2 separate regions of the Zea mays genome follow, and region 2 is linked to region 1. The links are chromatin contacts, called in public Hi-C maps. All regions are on one chromosome and are shown on one strand. The core of a region is the stretch at or near the end of the contact, and the rest is flanking DNA. Distances in the headings are between cores, read along the strand shown.

Evidence for each region. Hi-C and Micro-C count contacts between places; a contact is called where the count stands out from the background.
Region 2: a Hi-C map of tassel shows a contact between it and region 1, with 2.6 times the contacts expected there. The contact joins the promoter of LOC100281934 here to the promoter of LOC542711 in region 1. A contact is called at or near these places in 3 of 25 Hi-C or Micro-C datasets (bundle sheath, endosperm and tassel).

Annotation. Positions count from the first base shown.
Region 1 is chr8:168,231,977-168,236,795 of Zm-B73-REFERENCE-NAM-5.0, forward strand. LOC542711 (sucrose phosphate synthase 1) reads left to right here and starts at 3,425. Exons shown (of 12, transcript NM_001112224.2): 1 at 3,425-4,127; 2 at 4,702-4,819. The coding sequence starts at 3,816.
Region 2 is chr8:168,393,503-168,397,750 of Zm-B73-REFERENCE-NAM-5.0, forward strand. It overlaps LOC100281934 (ubiquitin-like protein SMT3), which reads left to right and starts at 1,445. Exons shown (of 3, transcript NM_001154853.2): 1 at 1,445-1,673. The coding sequence starts at 1,599.

The sequences.
Region 1 (4,819 bases), core at 2,175-4,674:
GAGCGTCCGAGAGGAGCCGAAAGTGGAGCACCACTTGCACGTGGAGAAGACCCATAGCTCTCTATAGAGTTACTCGACCGTGGTGCTTGGCCATTCCGTGGGCTACCCTTTGTGTAGGGACACCAGCGAGGATTAGTAGGGACCTTGCGTGGTTTCAGATACCTCGATAAAAATAACGATGTCATCCACTAGAGCTTGCTTTCTCTACCTTTGCTCTTTATCTTCCTCATTTATATTAAGTACTTAAGTTTCAATCTCTCATTTCTAGTTAGAATATTTATGATTAGAACTTAGGTTGCAAAACTTCTTTTACGATAGAGATAGCAACACTTAGGCAAAACCTAAGTTGCACATTCTAGATTGTTTATTTACGTAGGTGGTCCTAGGGATTTATTTGTGTCCTAGTTTAGAAATAGTTTCAAGAAGTCCTAATTGACCCTCCCTATTATGCGACACCATTTCCTACACGTTGTAAGGTTTCTGATATATTTCACAATCTAGCCCCAACAACTAACAACAACAATTTTGACTACGAAGCTCGTATGCAAGTTAAATAAATATTATTTCTCACGGATGGTTCAACCTGATGTAACATTTACTTGTCTATTTTCCATATCAAACCTAAGTTGGGTGGTTTAGTGTGATATAGGTGGATGCCACAACCACCGCTACCGCCCTAATAAGGTTCTTTGTCCATGTTTGGATCTTAGTTAATCAATTCTTTAATTATATTAGCTCAATTTTAATAAAAATAAACAAACTTAGCTTGATTCTAGCAAAAATGGACAACTTAACTCAATTATATATAAACTTAGTTCATTTAGCAAAATTAGTCAACTTAGCTCAATTATAAAAAATAGTCAATCTAGATCAACTGTTGTGAGCATGTGACGCTTAGCCATTGTAGCATAATTTAGTCAGTCTAGCTTAAATTATAGCAAAAATAGTTAGATGAGATGAACTCTAACTTTAGGCAGTAGGCACCGTCACATAAGCATCTGGAGACGTTGACACTGATAGGTCTTGCTCATTTGTTAACTAGTTGTTCAACTACACTATAAGTAGCGGTGGGAATTGTAATCATCCGATAAATATGAGTTGAGGGATTGAATATTGATCCTTGTTATGTTATTTGGAACGATTCAGACTTGTGAACAACTTATGTTACTCAAAGTTCTATTATGAATTCATAAATATGGTGTGCATGATTTATGTGATGTGTTGTGAATTGAATTATGTGTGTGTATGAGACGTGGGCAAATATATGTATTTGTGAATGTATGGAATATGGTTGAATATGTATGCGTTATAATTGAGCTAGATTGACTAATTTGGTTGGATATGTATGTGTATGGGATATAGTTGAATATGTGTGTGTATGGGATGTGGATAAATACATGTATTTGTGAATTTATGTGATGAGGATTGGATATGTATGACTGGACCACGAAAATCAGAGCAACTAATTTCCCTGGGCGGAGCATAGCCGACGAAAACTAGATGGACTAATTCGTTTGTCGGCAAAAATCAGATAGTTTTTGTCATTTAATCTGGTAGACCCAAGTATCGACAAAAATATATATTATCAATGACAATTACTTAATTTCATAAACAATATAATTTTTATAAGTGAACATATCATGTGTATTCATGCTAACTAACTTGTCCAACCATACATCCAGACATTTAAAGGCATCCGACATTTAATGACATCCGATTTGCATCCAACGCACACTGGCAGTGGTATGTCTTTTTTGGCAAAATTTACGTTGGATCACTATTCACTAGATACTCATGCTAACCTGTCCAACCATACAGTTTTTATGTAAAATGTACTCACCTATGATATGTGTTGCACATGTTTTAGCACGGGGGTGTGCATTTAACCGATGAGGTGGCATTTAATAAAAAACCAATACCATCAATTGTACAGGTCATCTTCAGAGGTACCCACTGGTTCAGGTTCTGGAGACTCCTACAAAAGTAGGATGTACATCAACAAATTATCGATGTGTGTCAAGCTCTAGAAATGGTGGCGATGGAAATCTTTGCGTTTCATGGATGACGATCAAATGCAAGACTTGAGTGTGCCTAGTGTTTTTCATAGCCATGTTATTTGGTTTCGTCGAGTTAGTTTTATTTTTTAAAGAACTGTTCATTAAGTCAATATTTGATATGTAATGGCTGTACGCATCTGATGCGAAAAGCCGGAACTCTTGTTTCCATTATAAAAAAAAGCATTTAACCGATGAAAATTAACAAGAGACTACTGTTGCATGCAGAATATATAAATTGGTACAGATAAATGGATGCCAATGTTTGGTGTGTGAGTGTGAGGATCGGATGAGAGATCCTAGCGGAATATATATATGTGCGGTGAAATATTCCGGTCCGGCGGCAGCTAGCGCAGTGCATTGAGTGCCCGATCGGTACGCGCTCGATCGGAGACGAGGGCCGAGCGCGACGCGCCGGCGCAAGAGGGCTCGCGGTGACGGCGAGCGGTTTGTCCCCGCCAACAACGGGCCAAACGCGCCGTGTCGTCCGCACCAAATCCCACGTAGCGATCGTCATTTTCCGTACGTCCCCCCCTGTATATCCTACTACTACATACTATTCCTACGGCTACGGAGTACGCGCAACACCCATGGTCCGGTGGGTGGATATACTACGCCGTGCAACAGGGTATCGATCGCGTCGGCGTCGCTGCCGGCAGGACATGCGTTCGACCGGCGGCCAGCCGGGCGCGCCTGCTGCATGCATGGGACATGGGTGGCTGCAGAAAGGATTCGATTCGTGCGGGTGACGCAGGGCGTCCACATACGTAAGCATCACCACCCTCGAGCGCACGCACGGCACGATCCGTAACCGCCTGCGAATGCGAATCCTAACTAACGGACGGTGAAGCGAAATCCAACGGACGCGCAACGAGCTGGGGTGGGGCCACGGCCTAGCCACGTTTCGCCAGTGCCGCGGCTTTCTCAGAGCAACTCCAATAGTTATGTAAATTTTAGCTCTCTAAATCACATATTTAAGAAATTGCTAAATGACTTTTGGAGTAAAAAAATATGAGTTCTCCAATAGTTCTCTAAATATAGGTTGTAATTTTGTTTTGTATCTATCCACATAAAAAATAAGTCACAAAAACTATATAATGCAGTCAACATTTTTGTTTAGGGAGTTGTTAAATGGTTGCCAAATGTAGAGAGAAAATGAGGTTAGATAACAAGTTGTTAAATTTAGAAAGTTCATTTAGAGAACTGTTGGAAAATAGTTTTCATGTTAACTACCTAAATTATTGATTTAGAAAGTTTTTAGAGAACTACTGGAGTTGCTCTCACCCGCCCGCGCGCCTCCTCCCTTCTCCGTCCGTGGCAACGGAAGCCCCCCTATAACCGCGGCCGCCGCTGCAACTGCATGCACGGCACGAACCTCCCTTCTTTCTCAAATTCTCTCTCCGCCTCCCTGCTCCGATGCCGCGGTGACGCGTGGTGCATGCGTGCGCGCGCGCCTTTTCCCCTGCCTGGATCCCCCGTCCTCTCTCGATCGGTTCCAGTTAACACTCGCAGCCTCGTTCTCGAGTCTCGACTCTCGACTTGAGTCGCCAGTGGCCACGCGCGCCGGGACACGGGCGCGCTTTCTCGCTGCCGCGCCAAAGCAGGAAACAGAGCAACGGCCAGGAAGGACTCACGCGCGAGGCGAAAAGCGAAGCGGGTGGGAGAAGCGTGGGCGCCTGGGCTAGTGCTCCCGCAGCGAGCGATCTACGGTAGAGTTCCGGCCGGGCGCGCGGGAGAGGAGGAGGTCGGGGGGAGGATCCGATGGCCGGGAACGAGTGGATCAATGGGTACCTGGAGGCGATCCTCGACAGCCACACCTCGTCGCGGGGTGCCGGCGGCGGCGGCGGCGGCGGGGACCCCAGGTCGCCGACGAAGGCGGCGAGCCCCCGCGGCGCGCACATGAACTTCAACCCCTCTCACTACTTCGTCGAGGAGGTGGTCAAGGGCGTCGACGAGAGCGACCTCCACCGGACGTGGATCAAGGTCGTCGCCACCCGCAACGCCCGCGAGCGCAGCACCAGGCTCGAGAACATGTGCTGGCGGATCTGGCACCTCGCGCGCAAGAAGAAGCAGGTCAGGGTTTCGCGCCCGCCTCTTTCTCGGTTAAATTCTCTCGCTGCATGTTCTGTTTTTTTTATTTTTACATTCTCGCTCGTCTCTGAATTAGATGATTTTCAAGTGTTCTCTGTTTGCTGGACGGATTAATGAAGCGCACACTGCACAGCGAGTAGAATATCTTATAAATATTTTAATTGTTCCCTTTATGAACTTGTTTCTGGTTGATGTTTTAATGTTTATGCCCGATGATGGTAGATCAGACATGCATGGTTGGTTGTGGTGCTTTCTGAATTCAGAACCGCACGCTTAACTGGATGTCACGTCTAAAAAGAAGCTTACTAGTTGATTGCAGTGTTTCACTGTTGTTCGTATAAAGGTATCTCATTCAGTCGTTCTAGCATGTACTACCTGTCAGGACGGATACGGTATACTCGCGGATTTAGTTTGCTTTCTCCTCGCCTTTTTTTGAATTGAAATAAACTGGTCACAGCCTGGATTTACGGTTTTGTCCATGGCAACAGAGAATTCCACATATTCGCGCTGAGATTCTCGCCCTCTGCTGATGCTTTCTGAATTGTGTTATGAGCAGCTGGAGCTGGAGGGCATCCAGAGAATCTCGGCAAGAAGGAAGGAACAGGAGCAGGTGCGTCGTGAGGCGACGGAGGACCTGGCCGAGGATCTGTCAGAAGGCGAGAAGGGAGACACCA
Region 2 (4,248 bases), core at 195-2,694, 160 kb after region 1:
CTTCTTCTTTTATTAATGTATATTGTGATCATGAAGGTATGTCCTTCATGACTTTCGTCTGAAGATCATTATATCCTGAGGGGAATAATGCTTCGAAGGACGAAGGGCTTTAACCTTTAACATTTTGTATTGCCTTGTTCTTAACTCATAGCATTTGAGAACAAGTCTCCAACAACAACCAAACTGAAACGCACAGTTACGAAAGGTAGGGTTGGAAATGGATGTCTGGAAATTCGAATTATTAGTATTCGTATTCGCTAAAAACTGCTAATATGGATATCCGTATCCAACTTCGATTTCAATATGGATGTCAAATGGATGTATCCAAATTCGTTTAGTACTTTTCTCTATCCGATTCCATATTCGTATTCGAAAAATCATAAAACATCTGATATTATCTGTATCCGTGAAAAAATATGTTCCATGAAACCATTTAAAATTTAAGTTTATCACCAATTACAAATTATTTTAAGTTTAATAATATACTAGAAAATGATATATATATATATATCATTTAAAATATTAAAAATATTTATATGATAAATAACTAAATATATCAAGCTTATATTTCTAGTGATATTCAATAATAAAATTCAATAGTTTCATAAATATTAAATTATAACTCTCCACTTTATCTTAGAGAACACATCTCAACGAAATTCCATAAACATTCAACTATAACACTCCACTTTACAATATATAGATTAAATTCTTTATGTTTCCATTTAAATTTTGGTACACACATTTGATATAAATTTTAGTTTAGTTGTATTTGTACAAATGTCACTTATTAAATATCACATGTTGTTGTTTACCTTTTGTTACATAATTCGATAGTTTAAAAATATTATTTATATAGTTTTGTTGACTTGGATATGGAGGATCATGAGAAATCTATTTTAATTTAAATTTGTTTTGACTATCTATTGACTTGTGATTAAATAAAAATCCACATATACATATGTTAAATTTTAGGGTATGCTGTTTGAGTTGAATTGAGTAAATATCCGAATAAGAATTCAGATTCGACTATCCGTTTTGTGTTTGTATCCGAAGATATTCAAATTCGTATCCGAATTCGGACTAAAATAATGGTAAACTGTGACATTCGAATTTGTTCCGTGCGTATTTGATCGGATTCCACCCCTAACTAAATGTCTATTTTCTCAATTCAAACTGAAAAGCTCATACTTATAAAAAAAACTTTCTAAAAAAGCAAAAAAAACATGTAAACGAAGAAGAAGACGGGGATGTGAGCGTGGTGTGGTATGGCCCACAGGCTACACAGACTTGGTTTGCGTGTAACTCACGCAGCGGCCCATGAAGCGCTGTCGCACCCGATCCCCGAACAGCCGCGCACGCGCCGTACCCGGGAGGCAGGTGCCCACTGGCTGACTGGCCACTAACCCGAGGCGCCAGTTCACGCGGACCACAGGACGCCCGCGCAGTGACGATCCGGACGCGAACTCGTATCAAATTCGCATATGGGCAGCCGTCCTATAAGAGGCGTCGAGTCCGCCGGCGCATGTCAACCCCACCGCAGCACAGCGCCGGCAACCGCCGCCATCGATCGATCGCCCGGAAACTGACCTCTACCGATGTCTGGAGCCGGCGAGGAGGATAAGAAGCCCGCGGAGGGCGGCGCCCACATCAACCTTAAGGTCAAGGGACAGGTCAGCACGCCGGCGGTTCCTCTCTTCCTCATTTTCTTCTTTCTTGTCAACTCGCCGGTGGCCCCCCTTCCTCACCATCTTCCCCGTAGCGAGGTAGATTAGCGCTGTTAAACCCGCACCTCGTAGCGATCGATCGTCGTTGCGGTGTTGATTCTCGGATTGCTAGGTTGCTGTCGAATTGGGATTGGTAGGTAGCGATGTGTCGGTGCTGATAGATGGTTCTTTGCGAGCGAATGTTTTGTCGATTGCGCCTGGTGTGTGCTATAGGTAGCCCTTGCAGACTGCAGTACGGATTTTCTGAAGAGGGCATCGATTGTTGACCTTACAGTCTTTACTAGTTTAAATGGTCGAATGTTCATCCTTTATTTCTCTAGATGTTTGGTAACAGGATTGTTGATCACACAAATCTGAACTGGGTTCAATGCCAGAATTTTCAACATGTTTTATTTCTCTGGATGTTTGTTAATATCACAAGTTGGATACTGATATGCCTTGCCCCTCGCATGTAATTTATCAAATTGTGGAAAATTAACTTTAGGGCCATTTGGAACAAAGGAAATATGAAGGATTTTTTTAGGATTCATTCTCTATAGGATATTTTCCTACATGACCCTTTGGAACACAGGATTTAATCCCAACTTTCCTATGGCTTTTATCTCTCTACTCAAATTTCTGCATAGCATCCAAAGGCAAAGTGAGAAATTTTTCTGCGTTCTCAATTCCTATAGGATTGCAATTCATAGCCAACTCTAATCCTATGTTTTTCTATTTCTATGTTTTCATATTCCTTCCAAAGGGGGCCTTAATATTAGTTAAATGTCTGACACTGTAACTGTTGAAGCATCGTGCTTGAATGTTTTTCGTTTGCTTTGTTCTCTGGAATCCCTTTTTTTGTCCCACGTGATTCTGAATAGAGGTTTGCCCATAATTCTGTTCTACTATAGGTCTAATGAATATAGAGGTTTACCCATAATTCTGTTCTACCGTGGGTCTAATGAATAGAGGTTTATATCCTATAAATTTGAAGGATCATCATTTTTGTTTATACTGTTATTTTTTTGTTGGAGGATATCTCATGTGCATGAAACTGATATAGGCTAGTAATTTTTGTCGTGTCTGATTTTATTCTTTTGTGCCAGGAGCTCAGATTGCTCATAATTGTTAGTAGCTTTTCTAGTATTAATTACTGAAAGAATCGTTAAAGTTGCTTGACAAAGCACTTTATTCTGAGTTTGGTAAGCAACTTCTTTTGAAGGCACTACACGTTATGACTTATTATAATCGGATTTAAAAGAGAATTCTCACTAATACTAATTGGTTGGTGTATTTGAGTACGGCGCTTGACAATCCTCTTAAAATGCTTGTCAGACATTGACATGTTTGATAGGGTTCTAGGGGCCGTGTGCAAACTGATATAGGCTAACCCCTCGCTGTACGAATGCATGCCACGAGACAGGCTCGACCAAGGCCTCGGGAGGAACCTCCGTCTCGCCTGAGCCTGGCCTCGGTCTTAGATAACATCGACAAAAGGACGCCACCAACTCTTCTGTGAAGGATGCTGACAACGGGTTTGCTACAGGACCGACGTCAAGTCTGCTTTACGCCATACAGGAAGAATTACCATGCACTTTTCACCATACTTATCACATTTTTCTCAACTACGACTCGGACAACACCTCCATCAGACAGACTCGGGTACGCGTCCGAGCCCTAGATCCTGGCCTCGGCACTTTGCTCGGTCAAGATGCAAACACAGGGACCGAATGTCCTCCTCCTGGTTCAAGTCAACAGAAAGGCCATTCCGTTGGCCATACCGGCTACGGTGGCTCAGACTCGCCTACTCTCCATATACGACAAATCGTGGCACTCCTAGGATCCCTCCTTGAGGCTATAAAAGGAGGTCTCTAGGTCTTCATATTGGAGAGAGGAAAACACTTGTGGGTTTTCACATCTCCCTCTCCTGGCCATCTTATACCCTCTACTACAAGCACTTAGGTGCAAGATAATATAAGTCTCATCCCCCCAATGCTGGAAGTATGGCCTTATCTCGCCCGAACTAGGATAAAAGCTTGTGTCTTCTTGCATCACCCATCTGGATCTAGTCACGCCAAACTAATTTACTAGTTGGTAGGACCCTTGGGTCAAAACATCGTTAATAGGATTGCAAATCATAGCCAACTCTAATCCTATGTTTTTCCTATTTCTGTGTTTTCATATTCATGTGTTCCAAAGGGGGCCTTAAGATTAGTTTAATGTCTGGCACTGTATCTGTTGAAGCACCGTGCTTGGATGTTTTTTGTTTGATTTGTTCTCTGGAATCTTTTTTTTATCCCATGTAATTCTGAATAGACGTTTGCCCATAATGCTGCTCTACTGTAGGTCTAATGAATAGAGAGGTTTACCCATAATTCTGTTCTACCATGGGTCTAATGAATAGATGTTTATATTCTATAAATTTGCAGGATCATCATATTTGTTTATACTGTTATTTTTTTGTTGGAGGATCTCATGTGCATGAAACTGATATAGGCTAGTAATTTTTGTCGTGTCTGATTTTATTCTTTTGTGCCAGGAG